5 separate regions of the Mus musculus genome follow, and regions 1, 2, 4 and 5 are each linked to region 3. A link is a contact called in public promoter capture Hi-C data. All regions are on one chromosome and are shown on one strand. Each heading gives the region's core, a stretch centred on a gene start, on an enhancer-like site or on the middle of the called end of the contact. The rest is flanking DNA. Distances are from core to core; before and after follow the strand shown. Region 1 holds the start of Rubcn (RUN domain and cysteine-rich domain containing, Beclin 1-interacting protein). Region 2 holds the start of Tfrc (transferrin receptor). Region 3 holds the start of Pak2 (p21 (RAC1) activated kinase 2). Region 4 holds the start of Tnk2 (tyrosine kinase, non-receptor, 2). Region 5 has its middle 8.7 kb from the start of Gm34766.

Region 1 (2,904 bases), core at 310-2,809, 790 kb after region 3:
GGTACCATTTACATAAAACGCTTCACAGACATCTGGAGAAAAATAAATAGCCAAGTATAAAAAAGCAGAAACTAAAATGTTGAAAGGAGAAGTAAGACATCTAGTTTCATTTAGTATGCACCATTCATAGACCTCGGTCAAGAACGCCAAGCTCTACTAATTCAGTAGGCCACAGGCTATATCATAGCAGAAATATTTTCACCCAGACACTTTTCAGCTCTCCCCTAGGAATATTTTAAGGTAAATTATTTTGCTTCTAGTCGTGGGACTTCACCTGCTCTGGAGACCATCATTGTACTAAACCTATTTTAAGTGTCAAGAAAAACTCCCTCACGCCATATTTCTACTGTGCCTCTGCTCCTGCATCCTCTTAAGATGTTGAGACCCTGCTTCTGTTGTTCTTGTGGTGCTGAGGATGGAGCCCAGGGCTGCCTGCATGCTAGGCAAGCACTCTACCCTGAATTACACTCCCAACCTAAGACCAGTTGTTAATGAAGCAATCCTAAGTAGGACACACACACACACACACACACATAAGTGTAGTTGTTTAAATTTAAAAAGAAAATAATCCCCCTATTTCTAGAAGCTAAGGTTTTCTGACAATAATTCCACAAAAACTTGAGCTTATTTAGTTTGCATTGTGGAGAAGCAGCAAAGGGGCTGAAGAAAAAAGAAACAGAGGTCCTCTCAGGGCAGCAGCATCTCACTGACAAAGGACATGCACATGATTTCTGTCCCTTCAGCGAGCCCACACCCAGTGCAATCAGTTTCTTTTAACCCACGGGCCTACCTCTCCTCCTCACCCACATTCATCTCTTCCTAACCTTGCTGAGCCATTGTAATCTAAAACCGTAGCTCCCAGAATATCTTAGCACCCTTTTAAAATCGGTCTGGGTTATCACAAGTTTTAACGCAGGGCACCAATCTTGTTTCTGCTCTTATCTATAGACTTTGGCCTATAAAAATCTCACTACAGCACCTCAGTCCTTTCTCCCAGACTCTCAATGTCCACCTCTCCTCTGGCAGTCTTGTATCTTAGTTTCTTCACTGTCTTCCCTGGCCCTCAAAGAATCATACCCACAGTTGCTCACCGTCCCTAAATTCATCTCCTCCCTTGTCCTTATACACGCCCCACCAGTCCCTCCTCTTGGAAATTCTTCCCAAACAAGTCACTTGAACAGTAGCTCTACAGGATGCCGCGCCCCGCACTGCGTGTCATGCCAGCCAAGTCTCCCTGTGCTCCCGCGCACGCAAGCAGCCCCGACTGCCAGCCGCTCCCAGCCCACCTGCTCTTCTCTAGCAGACGCTCCCCATCGCCGCCGCCAAGATCCATTCCCGCGCCCTCCGGACGCATCCGGACTATAAGGCCGTCTCGGGGCCAGAGAGAGGCTCCAGGCCGCTTCGACCGCCAGGGTACCCGGAGCACCCTCAAGAGAGGGGAGGCACCATGGCTGGTGAGCTTAGAACCATGCACTACACCCTGACAGCGACAGAGTCAAGGACTGCTGCCTCAGCTGCCGCTCTACCCCTGCCACCCCCACTTCCGGCTCCAAGAACTACAATTCCCAAAAAGCCCTTCGAAGGCCATCCTTCTCCCGGCATGCACTGCCCCATCCAATCCCAGGCTCCCCTAACCTGGGTACACGTGATGTGCTAGGCGAGTTTCCCTGGGCAGGGAACCTTGATTAAAAGCTCCATGTAACTAACGACAGTCAGGAATTCGAGGGCGAACTCCTGTCACACTTTACTCAGGAAATCAGACTCTGTCGGAGGTTAAAATAGACAATAAAACTGATATAATCCTAACTCGATTAACTTCACTTCAGTCCATTCCTGATTTAATACTTCTTGGTGTTGGAAGACTCCAAGCATTTACACCAAGAGATCACAAACTGAACCAGAAAAGGGCAGTAGAAAGGCTAGGAAGACTTTGAGGGAAGGTCTCTTGCAGGAGTGATGTCGGGGTACAGGTTACTGTTTTCTTTTTCTAAATATTCTTAAATGTATATGCGTGTGCCTGAGTGTATGTGCATCACATGCTTGTAAGGTGCCCGTGAAGGCACCGGAACAGGGACCCTCTACAAGAACAGATAGTTAACCCTTGAGTCAATTCTCCACCCTGTTTTGGTACTGTAGCACAGGTTGGGCTCAAAGTCAAGACCCTCAGCCTCCAGAATGCTGAGATTATAAGCATACACCACCAAAGCCATGCAGAGCAGTTTCTAGGATAAGAGTTTAACAAGGAGGGGAGGAGAGGCAGGAAGATGGACAAAACAGCTCTCACAGGTATTAAGAAAATAGCAGTTTTGAAAATCGTTGCTTCTTAGTAATCAAAACTGAGAAAGGGCAAGATGGTTCAGTAAGTAAAGAAGCTTGCTACCGAAACTAACCACCAGAGGTCAAACCCCAGACCTCCATGGTGGAAGGAGAGAACCAACTCCTGAGAGTTATTCTCTCCCCATGAATGTACATGCATGCATGCACTAAATGTGTATACACACCCAGTATATATACACATATATAAAGTTTTTTTAAAGCAAAGGAGTGGGACACAATGATGTGGGCATTCTCATGCAAGCAAGACCAGGTTATGAAATGACATGTTAAGGAGTTGGAATCAGCCATAGAACAGTGAGTTTTATCAAATGAGAGGGTATGGCAAATGTGCTTACAAAGCTAAGTTTACAATGTGGAAAGGAGATAGAGTAGGTATCTCATTAGAGGTAAGAGCGAAGTAGATAGACTGGTGATCCCTAGACTAGTCTGTGCATGATAGTCAAGAGTAAGACAAATCAGCTGCAAGAAACAAGAGAGAATGGGGCTGGAGAGATGGCTCAGTGGTTAAGAGCACTGACTGCTCTTCTGAAAGTCCTGAGTTCAATTCCCAGCAACCACATGGGTGGC
Region 2 (2,889 bases), core at 338-2,837, 530 kb after region 3:
AGACCCAGTCTTTAAGAAAAAAAATTTTTTTTTTTTTTTTTGCCATAAGATGGCCCAGTAAATACCTATGTTTGATCCTGCACAAGATGGGAGGCAACCAACTCCCAAACATTGTCCTCTGACTTCATGAGCACCCAGGTTCATAACCACACACACACACACACACACACACACACTAAAAATAGAATAAAAAATTTAAGTGAAACAGAAAGACCTTCACTTCAAACTGCCATCATTGTTTTCATTTGTTTTTTGAGATGGAGGTTCTTGCTGTACAGCCTAAGCTGGCCTGGAAGTCACCCATCTTTCTGCTCCAAATTCTGAGCTATGGGGGTACCAAACACTGCTGTGTGCTTCTGTGCTTCTCTTACAGGGACTCAGTCTATAGCCGGAATCATTATTTCTTCTTTTTTTTTTCTTCTTCCTCTTCCTCTTCCCCTTCCTCTTCCTCTTCTCTCCCATCCCCCTCTCCCTCCTCCTCTTCCTTACCCCCTCTTCTTCCTCTTCCTCTTCCTTTTTTGTTTTTTGTTTTATTGTTTTTAGACAGGGTTTCTTTTTGTAGCCCTGGTTGTTCTGGAACTCTCTATGTAGACCAGGCTGGCCTGAACTCAAGAGATATGCCTGCTCTGCCTTTCACTGGAATTAAGGCCTGTGCCACCAAGACCTGCTTATGGTCTGAATTTCAGAGATCTCTCAATGGCTGTGTGCTCTGGCTTTATATATATTTTCTGGAGTAGTACAATTTGGACAAAGAAGGGTCTAAAGGGACCAGCAGTTAGTAAATCCCAAATACGCGTTGAATTTTAGAGCAGATAAGCCAAAGGTCAAATTCGTGGCTGGGAAGTAGATTAGTACTTTAAAAGACATTCCCAGGGTCCCTAAGGGCTCCATCTGGGAGCGCGCTATCTGTAGTCCTGTTGTGGTTTAAGATACCACTCTCTTTGTTATTTGTAAATTTACCACAGGCTGGGCAGTAAAGTACAGATAGGAAGAAAAGAGTGTGAACGTTTGCAGTTTTAACAGAACTCCTTTTATTTGCTATGCATTGCAACAACCCTCTAAAAGCAATAATGGCGATAAACATGCAAGTTAATCTACAACTTTATCACCCTAGTAAATCATTGGTTCCTATTTCCCTTCCATAGGCTGAACATAGTGAGCACTGGTAGCTCTTTGCTTGGCTTAAGCGCTGCTTGTTAAAATCTAAAAAAAAAAAAAAAAAAGATTTGCAGTTTTGCTTTAAAGTTTTTCCTTTAAAGCATCTCTGAGCTGCAAAAACTCGTCTTTAGGATATGGTTTTGGCGGAGACCTAAGCCTGCAAGTAGGAATATTTTAAAGAGTAAAGGCTGATACTTTCGAACTTGCACCGCAGGGTTGGGTGTCGGTCAAGGTTAGGCGGAGGGCGACAGGCCAACTCCAAAGACACGGCGGGGGAGGGGTGCGGTGGAGAAAGCGAGCCGCAGCCAATCGCACGCGCTCTCCCGACACCTGCCGCCTTGGCGCCTTTTCTAGGCTACTCCGCGCACGCACTGGCTGCGCGCGCAGTTCGCCTCCAGCGGTCTTGGGGGAGCACCTCGGTAGGTGTACGTGCGGAAGGAAGTGACGTAGATCCAGAGGGCCGGCCGGGGGGTGGGGCCGAGCTATAAGCTTTGGGTGGGAGGCAGCGCTGCCTTCAGAAGGCGTGCGGAGCGCGGGCTGCTGCATTGCGGACTGTAGAGGCGCTTCCTAGTGAGTGACTCCCTTGTCAGCGGCACGGCCCATCGTGGTCCTCGCGTGGCGGGCGGACCAGAGCGAGACGCCAGGGCCTGGGTGGTGCGGGCGGGGAGGCGGAGGGGTGTCGCGGAGTCCGGGGCTGAGGAGCGCGGGTTGCAGGTGCAGCGCGGTGGGTGTGGGGAGCCGCTGTACCCTGCGCCCCTCGGGTCCTCCGGGCCTTCGCAGGCCAGTGCTAGGCCGCGGGTTCGAGAGTCACCACGCTGAGGCGCAGGCTTGTTCCGCCGGGAGCACGTGGTGGCGGCTGGAGGAAGTCGCCCCAGGGAACGGCTGTCGGGGTACGTGGGTGACCTTGGGGCCCCTCGCAGGAGGGCGTCACAGCTGAAAAGGACAAAGCTGTTTTCTATTCGGTTACTAGTGTCACGGACATTTAGAGGGGCGGGGGGAGCTTCCAATAACTGCACGTTGGAACTTCGGCACCACCTGGTCGGTTTTTTTGCCAGTCTCTCCCTCTTGGCCCAGCGTGTGGAATCTCATTTTTCTAGGGCAGAATAGGTCTGAACGCTGCAGGTAATACTAAGAACGTCTCTAGCATCTCCTAAGATGGGAGAACGTAGAAATACGACCTCTTTGTACGAGCTCTTTTAGAACTAGCTGTAGAGAACCAGCGTGCACCCTGGTGTTGGACAGCTCTCTAAAATGGTGTTTGAGGGTAAGAAAACTGCATTTGCAAATTTTTCAGTTAGCACACTTTGTCCCGAGCGTAAAATGAAATGATCTCCTTATACTTAGGCAGAAGACTGGACTGGATTGCTGTTCAGTTTCTGTGCTATTTTTTTAAAATAGGATTTAAGTGGGAAATAGTTGTGTTACAGAAATTCTCGGCTATTCTGTGCTATTTTTTTTTAAATAGGATTTAAGTGGGAAATAGTTGTGTTACAGAAATTCTCGGCTACCTGATACTTTTATTCTAAGATTAGATGAGTTGGCTCTGAGCTGTGAAATATGACCTCTTTGACAAAGACATTTAAGCTGATTCAGGATGTTATCTACAAAGAAAACGGGATTTAGCTTGTGTGGGTCCACTTGCATTTATTTTCTGTTAAGGATTATAATAAACTGCTTTATACAGGAATCCAATATCAGCTGTTTTTTATATAGAGAGCATAATACTTTTTA
Region 3 (2,700 bases), core at 137-2,636:
AAGAATGTTCTACAAATGCCACAGAGCTTCTGGCAAAGTTGACGTGCCCTAACCTGTTTTAAAAATTACTACTCACTGCCTTCATCCCAACCTAATTTTATTCATACTATTCTTTTGGATAGCTCTACCAAAAAAAAAAAAAAAAAAATCCCCAGAGCAAATTCTTGTGTATTTATTTCAATATCCTGCCTACTTTATAAGAGCGGAAGAGTCGAATACAGCAGGGGAAAAACGTGACGTGCACAACCTTCACCCAAAACACAGCTCAGCTCGTCGTTGTCTAATTTTGGGCCTAACCGGTTTGGTTGTCTTTTTTTAAAAGGTTAGAAACGAAAAGCTGGAAAATCTACAGGTCACTTGTAAAGAAGAACCTGGCGGCTATCGATGGGAGTTGGTGATTTGTCAAAGAGGAAACAAATCTCACTTCCACTCTACCTAGTTCTATTAAGACAGGGGATGGAGAGAGCCTCCTTCCCATCAAGCCACAATGGCAATTATTTAACACACTTCTGTCTTGGACGACTTGATCTAGAACTAATCAAAAGGCTGAGTCCATTAAGTTATTTGCAGCAACTTTTTTTTTTTCTTGTGAGGGCGCGCGTGTTTCAGACAGCCAAACATGGTGAAAAGCCAACCTCAGCCCAAGTTAACCTTAAGAAGCAAATATTCACCTCCTGGCTAAAGATCAAGCAAAAACCGTAAGATCCTTAACTTCTGTTCTTAAACGCAGGCTCCCAGAGCCCGGCAAAAACTTTTTCCTAATGTGGAGGAGGAGGAAGAGTTTACACACTGAACTTAAGGAGCTCGCGACAGGATTCCCGAGCGACGAGACTGCAGAGAACGCAGCTGGTAAAGGAGGGAACATCCAGGAACAAACCCGAGTCGTCCGGTGCAGCGCCGGCGGGAGAGAAGGGCAAGGACGGCCGGAGTGGCCAGGGTCCCCACAGCCCAGCAAGCTTCCTCTCGGCCGAAGCTTAGAGCCAGGGCGCAGACAATGAGCCACCGCCCGGAGCCGCGGGCCCGCCCGCAGGTGCTGGCGTCCCGGGCCGCTGGGCCCAGGCCGCGGAGGCGGGAGGAGGGCGGCGGCTCGGCCCGGCCCGGCCCGGCCCGGGCGAGCGGCAACCGCACTTACCAGAGAGGAAAGGTCTCCGCCCGACCCAGGGCGGGCTGCTTGGCCGACGCGGGCGAGCACTGCGCTGGGGCGCTGAGAGGGAGGAGGGCAGGGCGGAGGGGAGCGGCGCGGGGCGCGGCCGTCGCTACCGAGGCCGTGAGGCGCAGAACCCCTTGGGCCAGGGAGGGGAGGGCAGGAGCCTTCGGCAATGGCGACGGCCCGGGCCGGAGGGGAAGCGGAACAACCGCTGCCGCTGCGCGTGGCCACAACCCTGGGGGAGGGCGGCGGCGGGGGCGCGGGGCGGGGCCGTAAGACAGCCCCGCCCTGAAAGTGGCGTCATGACCCGAGGGGCGGGCTTTCACAGGGCGGCTGGGAACCGTAGTCTAGTCATCTGTTAGGGAGACTCAGGACAGTGGGCGTTACAGAGAAAACCTGTCCCTCATTTATCAGCATTCTGCATTGTCTGCAGTTACGGTTTACCTACTGACAAAGCTGACGGAGAACAGCTGATCCAAACATATTTGTGTGTAGAGGGTCTTTGTTTCTGAGAATGTATCCATTCACCAATTGGTGTTTTGTGGGGAGGGATGGCTTTTCGAGTCCTGGCTGTCCTGGAACTCACTCTGTAGTCCAGGCTGACTTTGAACTAGAGATCCTCCTGCTTCTGCCTCCTGAAGAGGTACTGCCCAGCTCACTTTGTTTTTTGGTTTGGTTTGGTTTGGTTTGGTTTTTTGGAGGCAGGGTTTCTCTGTATAGCCCTGGCTGTCCTGGAACTCACTTTGAAGACCAGGCTGGCCTCGATTAAAGGAATGCGACGCCACCGCTTTTTTTTTTCCTACAAATTTAACCAGATTAAGTTGAATCAGATTATGCTGCTAAATTAGGTCCTCCCTCTTTGCAAAACAAAGATTTTTTTATTTTTCTGTATTTTATCAATGGAGGAGTTAATTCATGTATTCTTATTCCACAACTATGTCAATATCTAATATCTACAAAAGACCATTTAGGTACCAGAAATGAACATGCTTCACCTAGTCTTTGTAAAGGTTAAAAACATGAAAACGGTGGTGGCGCACGCCTTTAATCCCAGAACTCGGGAGGCAGAGGCAGGCAGATTTCTGAGTTCGAGGCCAGACTGGTCTACAGAGTGAGTTCCAGGAAAGCCAGGGCTATACAGAGAAACCCTGTCTCAGAAAAAAAACAACCAAAAAAACGTATGAAAACATAAAAACCAAAACACTGATACCTGTTACAAGGTGGGGAAAAAGCTGAGGGATTACCGTGGACAGAGTGGACAGAGAAGGTGGCAGTTAAAACAGAAAAAGGAACTCGGAAGAACTGAGGGGAAAGGATTACAAGTAGGAAGAGGATTGCCACGGTCAGTGAGAGATGAAGGCTAGGCTCACAACCAAAACCACAAGACTTATGTAGCTGCACCTTGGTGTAAGATGGGTATATTAGAAAGTACTGTAGTAGTTGGGCGAGGTGGCATACTCCTTTAATCCTAGCACTTGGGAGGCAGAGGCAGGCGAATTTCTGAGTTCGAGGCCAGCCTGGTCTACAAAGTGAGTTTCAGGACCGCCAGGACT
Region 4 (2,700 bases), core at 86-2,585, 570 kb after region 3:
CTTCTTCTTCTTCTTCTCTCTCTCTTCCTTCTTTCTTATTCCCTTCCTTCCTTCCTTTCTTTCTTTCTTTCTTTCTTTCTTTCTTTCTTTCTTTCTTTCTTCCTTCCTTCCTTCCTTCCTTCCTTCCTTCCTTTCCTTTCTCTAGCTAAGCTATGTTACATTTGACCTTGACTGCCTGGGGTGAGCTCCTGTAACTTTTTTTTTTTTTTTTTTTTTTTTTTTTCCGAGACAGGGTTTCTCTGTGTATCCCTGGCTGTGAGACAGGGTTTCTCTGGGTATCCCTGGCTGTCCTGGAACTCACTTTGAAGACCAGGCTGGCCTCGAACTCAGAAATCTGTCTGCTCTACCTCCCAAGTACTGGCTAAATTCAGACTCTTATTCCAGGACTTGTTCTCACTTGAATTTATTAATCGATGAAACCTCCTAATTTTGAACTTCATTTTTTTTTTTTTTGAGTGTGTGTGTGTGTGTGTGTGTGTGTGTGTATGGACCAGGGCCCTTTAAGAAGGCGGAGCGACCCCAGCGGGCCCCACCCCCTAGGGCGGCGCAGGCGCGCGCGGGCTCTGAGAACCCGGCTGGAGGGCCGCCGGCTCGCGGGGCCGCAGCACCTGCGGCGCGGCGCCGGGGTGGCCGAGGTCGAGTGTGGGCGGCGAGGGCGGGACGCCGGGCCCGCTTGGGGCCGAGGCGGAAGCCGCGGGGCGGGGGCGCGCAGGGCAGCACCATCTGGAGGGGCGGGAGCGCGCGGCCTCTGGGGGGCAGGCGCGTGCGCGGCGCGGCGGGCGCGGGGGGTCGGCGGCGGGGGGCGCAGGAGGAGCGCGGCGGGCTGAGCCCCGCGCTGCCGGAGCAGCAGCCGGCGCGCGTCGGGCGGCTCAGCTGGGGCCCGCAGCTTCTTCGCGGGCTGAAGCTCGGCGTGGAGGAGCAGGGCGGGGTGGGTCCGGCCGTGCAGGAGGAGGGCGGCGTGGGGCTGGGGGTGCAGGAGCGGGGCGGCCGCGGTCACGAGCCTAGTCTGGGGGTGGTGTGGGGGCCGCCCGACGCCGCGGACTGGAGGCGCCGGGCGCGCTGGACGGGTTCGGCCGGCGGGCCGGTGGCGCAGGAGGAGGGCCTGGGGCCCCGCAGGCAGCAGCAGGAGAAGGGGGGAGGCGGCCCCGCAGTGCAGGAGCGCGGCGAGGCCCGTGCCGGGGTGCAGGAGCGCGGGGAGGGCAGCCCACGCAGGCTTCTGCGGCAGCCAGAGGAGCTGCCCGAGTTGGCTCACGGCCCCTGCCCGCGCACGGAGGAGCTCGAAAGTTCGGACGAGCGCAGCTGGGAGAGCTGCAGGCATCTGGGCGGGGAGGCGGTGGTCCTTGGAGCATCCCTAGCGAGTGGGGACAGACTCGAGCTGCTGGGGAGAGCCAGGCCTGTAGGGCCCCGAGGGCCTGAAGGAGAGGGGCGCCTGGGGGTGCAGGAAGCAAATTGGCTGCCCGGGGTGCAAGAGGGCCAGGTAGTGTGGGCTGTTCAGGAGACGTATCTGAACGGTAAAGGGTCCTCAGGGGGAGAGGGATTCCAAGAGGGACACAGGACCCGCAGGCGCAGACGGCGAAGGAGGTGGTAATCGGCAAGCTGCCTTCCTTGCTGGCATCAGGGTTGCTCTAGTGCCAAGAGTAATGCAGGAAGATGTAGGGGATTGGGGAGCAGAAGAGCGCTGTGAACCTGACCTTTGGAAGATATTGCTGGAGGGTAGGCACTGGCCTGCAAGATCCTTTCTGCTACCTCAAGTCTGAGCATCCTCGAAGCAGTGTCTGCCTGGGGACAGCTGGAAACTCAGGTACGGATGGCCAATATTGTTATCGGAGTTGATATGATTAGAAGCATCGGAGAATGGGTTCCAAACATCCCTTGTCCTCTCTAGTTGACCAACCTGGGCATCACCCCTCACGAACACACACATACACACACGTACGCACGCACGCGCACACACACACGCAAGCACCCACCACATATAATTGTAAGTAGCAGCTGCTGTAGTGGAGTAGTCACCGCTTTCAAGTCTAGACTGGATGTGGAACCATTTGAGTGGCTGCCTGGTATAGGCAGAGGGAAGAGAAGGCAGGATAGCCCCAGGGACTAAGTCATCCCCTTCACCTATCTGCTGGTGGAGGTAGGTGTGTCTCTGTGCAAGCTGTTGTGCAACCTGCATCACCGGCCTCAAGTCCTCCCGAAAGGGAAAATGGATAGTGTTGCATTAGCCGCTGTGCCTTATCTTGTAGTCCTGTTGATCACGTGAGTGTGGCAGCCAGTAGTGACTTGGGCACGAGCCTGGCCTGCGCCTTGCCACACGGTTTTGTCACGGTTGATTATGCTGTGGGCCCAAAGCCAAGGATGGGTAGAACTGCAGAGAGCAACTGGTGAGGTCTTCATTTCTGAATGGAATGGGAAGGGAGGTTGTACCAGCGGCTGCTACCCATGCCTTGACCTCACTCTAGAAGCTGGCAAATAGAGAAGCCTGTGGTATCCTATTAAGACCTCCTCACCTCCCCGCGACCGTGGCTCCTTCTTGGCGCCGCCTAGAGGTGGAGCCTGCAGGCCAATGGGTAGATTTGATTTCTTGTTGGCATATGAACCCACCTCTTTCCTGGTTCAGGTGGTCTTGGTTGACAGCTTACAGCCTCTGTCTTTATTTCCCTAGCCGTGTCAAAAGTTCTTGCACTTCCAGCCCACCTGTGG
Region 5 (2,700 bases), core at 187-2,686, 610 kb after region 3:
AAACACTGTTGCGTGAGTTGCCAGCATGTAAGAATCTGTTGTAAAGAGTGTATTTCAGAAGGCTTTTGTAGGAGCAGGACACTGCGGTTGTTTGTGTGTGTGTGTGTGTGTGTGTGTGTGTGTGTGTGTGTGAGAGAGAGAGAGAGAGAGAGAGAGAGAGAGAGAGAGAGAGAGAGAGAGAGAGAGAGAATGAATCAGGAATGCAATGCACTGTTTTGGCTGTGTTTCCTACACCCCAGGTCTTCCTGTTGGTTTTTGCCTGGTCAACCTGCTAGCTCTTGCAATGTTACTGTGTGTAGCAGAAGCCGATTCGGGTTTACCCAGCCTGGGGAATAAACTCAGGGTTTGTTGGGCAATCTGTCAGCCCTGTTGACAGAACACAAGCTGAATAGACAGTCTGTGCCCCTGGGAGTGACATCATTGTGGCAAAATGGCAAATGCTCTGTGTCATTGTGTACCCAGGGAGGTGGTTCCCCAGAAAGCGACTCTGCTGACTTGGTAGATAATAAAATTACCAGGAAAGTGACATGGGGTGACCGTGTTTCAGTGGTTAGCTGTTAGCTCACAGAATGGACTGGCTTGCTCCTGACCCATTCTCTTTTTGTTGGGGTTTGGGGGAGAGAGGTTGAAGGTTTGAAGGTGCTTCTCATATCCTGGTGAATAACAAGCCTGCTGGGTTCCTTTTGGTCTGTAGATGGGGGTGGAGGAGGACACTCTCTTTAAGCTGGATTGATCCACTTAACAATAGTGTGGCCAAAGGGAAAGAAGAATCTAGCATGCCCCCCCCCTTGCACTTTGGAGGCAAAAGGTGTTTTTAATTTGAAGCAATTTAGTTTTTATGGAACTTTGAACTTGGAGAATGGCTCCCCTGGCTTCTGGATGCAGGAGTTCTCAATGGCGGTCCCGCAGCTGCCAGCCGCCGCCAGGTAAAATGCTAAGATGAGAAACTAAACTGTGCGGTTTTTCCTTAAATTTATTCCGTTTCTCAAACATGTATGAGACAGATGTAAGTAGTGGAGGTAGTAGATAGTACCTTTGCTCCCAGGGCCTTATATTTGGATACTCTGTATCAAGGATTGCTTGAAACTGATCTGCAGAACCTGAGCAATTGCACGTTTGTGTCGACAGCGCCACCTACCGGTAAGATGAGACACTACCCATTTGAGTTAAATTTGAGAGTGTAGGGGGCTAAGGTTGTATGAAGTCGTTTCCCAGCAAATCATTTAAGAGTCTAAACCCTGCTGGTAGGGACTCAGCCCAGGTAAACTTGGGAAGGAATATGTTCGCCTACCATCTGGTACAAAACGGGGATCAGCTAGGGTCTAATGCAAAGAGAAAGGACATTAGAACCCTGTTTCTATGGACAGTTATGGAGGCTCTGAAGGAGGCCAACCAGAGCCAGGGAGAGAAACCAGTGCTCCAGGAGTTAAGTGCTAGGATATTAAAGGCTCAGGCAGAGCACGCAGCGACTCCACCGGAAGTCCCGGCACTACTCCCTTGTGCTGTGTTGACCTTCCTTCTATTTGTCTTCTTTGGTTTTTGTTTGTTAAAGTTTGTTTGTTTGTTTATTATATGTAAGTACACTGTAGCTGTCTTCAGACACCCCAGAAGAGGGCATCAGATCCCATTACGGATGGTTTTAAGCCACCATGTGGTTGCTGGGATTTGAACTCAGAACCTCTGGAAGAGCAGTCAGGGCTGTTTTGTTTTGTTTTGTTTTGTTTTTGTTTTTGTTTTTTCGAGACAGGGTTTCTCTGTACAGCCCTGGCTGTCCTGGAACTCACTCTGTAGACCAGGCTGGCCTTGAACTCAGAAATCCGCCTGCCTCTGCCTCTGAGTGCTGGGATTAAAGGCGTGCACCACCACGCCTGGCTACTCTTTGTTGTTTTTTATGACTGCTGTAATGCCCATTGTAGAATTGGGACAGTCAGCAGAGCGCATTAGAAAAGTTAATTAGTCAGAAAAATACGTGAAACTTGATATATTAGTTTTATCTGTGCAGACATGTATGTATTAATCTTATAAAAATAAGTACATCTGGTGAATGTTAAATTATAAACTGCTTCTTATTTTTTTAAGATTTATTTATTTTTATTTTATATGCATGAGTGTTTGCCTGTATGTCTGTGCATGTATGTATGTATGTATGTATGTATGTATGTATGTATGTATGTATGATTTCCTGTGTGTATGCGTATGTGTCTGAGACGAGAAGAGCGCGTCAGCTCCCCTGGAACCGGATTCCAGGAAACTGTGAGCAACCACAGGTAAGTTCTGGGAACAGAACATGGTTCCTCTGCAAGAGTAGCAGACTCTCTCATCTACTGATCCAATATCTCCAGCACTGTAAACTACTTTTAAATTGTTCACGTTTTATGCTACTGACTTTTCATCTTGAACATCCTTGAAACACTACATACTTTGCCTTCTGTGGATAAACTCTTGTTGTGTAAGACATTATTTTGTTAACATTTCTCTTGCACACGCTCAACTGGCCAGGAAGAATGACGCTGCAACAGGATCCTTCTGCACACGTTTACTGGGAGAGCATTGATTGCATAGGCGAAAGAAGAACAACCCCAAACAAGGAAAATGATGCTGCTTATATACCCCTCCATGTGACATGTCAGCTCCTGATTAGCTGCTCACTCATTACCCCACTACTACGCCCCGGGATGGGCAGTAACTTCGCACGAATTT

The links. Promoter capture Hi-C pulls out the DNA fragments that hold promoters and counts their contacts. Capture Hi-C pulls out chosen DNA fragments and counts their contacts.
Region 1: a contact with region 3 is called in a promoter capture Hi-C map of liver, with 2.9 times the contacts expected there. The contact joins the promoter of Rubcn here to the promoter of Pak2 in region 3. A contact is called at or near these places in 5 of 39 promoter capture datasets (the 3T3-L1 cell line, cranial neural crest, hippocampal neurons and 1 more), 1 of 115 datasets of contacts at active chromatin or transcription factors (astrocytes) and 2 of 9 other capture datasets (adipose tissue and liver).
Region 2: a promoter capture Hi-C map of neural stem cells shows a contact between it and region 3. The contact joins the promoter of Tfrc here to the promoter of Pak2 in region 3. A contact is called at or near these places in 6 of 39 promoter capture datasets (the C10 cell line, cranial neural crest, embryonic stem cells and 3 more), 1 of 484 Hi-C or Micro-C datasets (embryonic stem cells), 8 of 115 datasets of contacts at active chromatin or transcription factors (the 230-238 cell line, the NIH/3T3 cell line, T-cell acute lymphoblastic leukemia and 5 more) and 1 of 9 other capture datasets (liver).
Region 4: a contact with region 3 is called in a promoter capture Hi-C map of pancreatic islet. The contact joins the promoter of Tnk2 here to the promoter of Pak2 in region 3. A contact is called at or near these places in 2 of 39 promoter capture datasets (cranial neural crest and erythroid cells), 2 of 484 Hi-C or Micro-C datasets (B cells and erythroblasts), 3 of 115 datasets of contacts at active chromatin or transcription factors (large pre-B cells, pancreatic cancer cells and trophoblast stem cells) and 2 of 9 other capture datasets (adipose tissue and pancreatic islet).
Region 5: a contact with region 3 is called in a promoter capture Hi-C map of embryonic stem cells, with 2.4 times the contacts expected there. The contact joins the enhancer-like site here to the promoter of Pak2 in region 3. A contact is called at or near these places in 2 of 39 promoter capture datasets (embryonic stem cells and pre-B cells), 1 of 15 datasets of contacts at CTCF or cohesin (large pre-B cells), 3 of 115 datasets of contacts at active chromatin or transcription factors (extraembryonic endoderm stem cells, large pre-B cells and pancreatic cancer cells) and 1 of 9 other capture datasets (adipose tissue).

What each region holds. Positions count from the first base shown.
Region 1 is chr16:32,866,807-32,869,710 of GRCm38.p6, forward strand. Rubcn (RUN domain and cysteine-rich domain containing, Beclin 1-interacting protein) reads right to left here and starts at 1,560. Exons shown (of 19, transcript NM_172615.4): 1 at 1,287-1,560. The coding sequence starts at 1,354.
Region 2 is chr16:32,607,309-32,610,197 of GRCm38.p6, forward strand. Tfrc (transferrin receptor) reads left to right here and starts at 1,588. Exons shown (of 19, transcript NM_011638.4): 1 at 1,588-1,728.
Region 3 is chr16:32,077,956-32,080,655 of GRCm38.p6, forward strand. It overlaps Pak2 (p21 (RAC1) activated kinase 2), which reads right to left and starts at 1,387. Exons shown (of 15, transcript NM_177326.3): 1 at 1,133-1,387.
Region 4 is chr16:32,643,308-32,646,007 of GRCm38.p6, forward strand. Tnk2 (tyrosine kinase, non-receptor, 2) reads left to right here and starts at 1,336. Exons shown (of 16, transcript NM_016788.3): 1 at 1,336-1,801.
Region 5 is chr16:32,688,580-32,691,279 of GRCm38.p6, forward strand. No RefSeq gene overlaps it. Among named protein-coding and RNA genes, the nearest start is that of Gm34766, 8.7 kb to the right of the region's middle. Within about 2 kb of position 1,437, at least 38 of the 459 cell types and tissues checked have an H3K27ac peak or open chromatin away from gene starts, as enhancers often do. A contact at or near this core is called in embryonic stem cells, extraembryonic endoderm stem cells and pancreatic cancer cells, where this site is marked.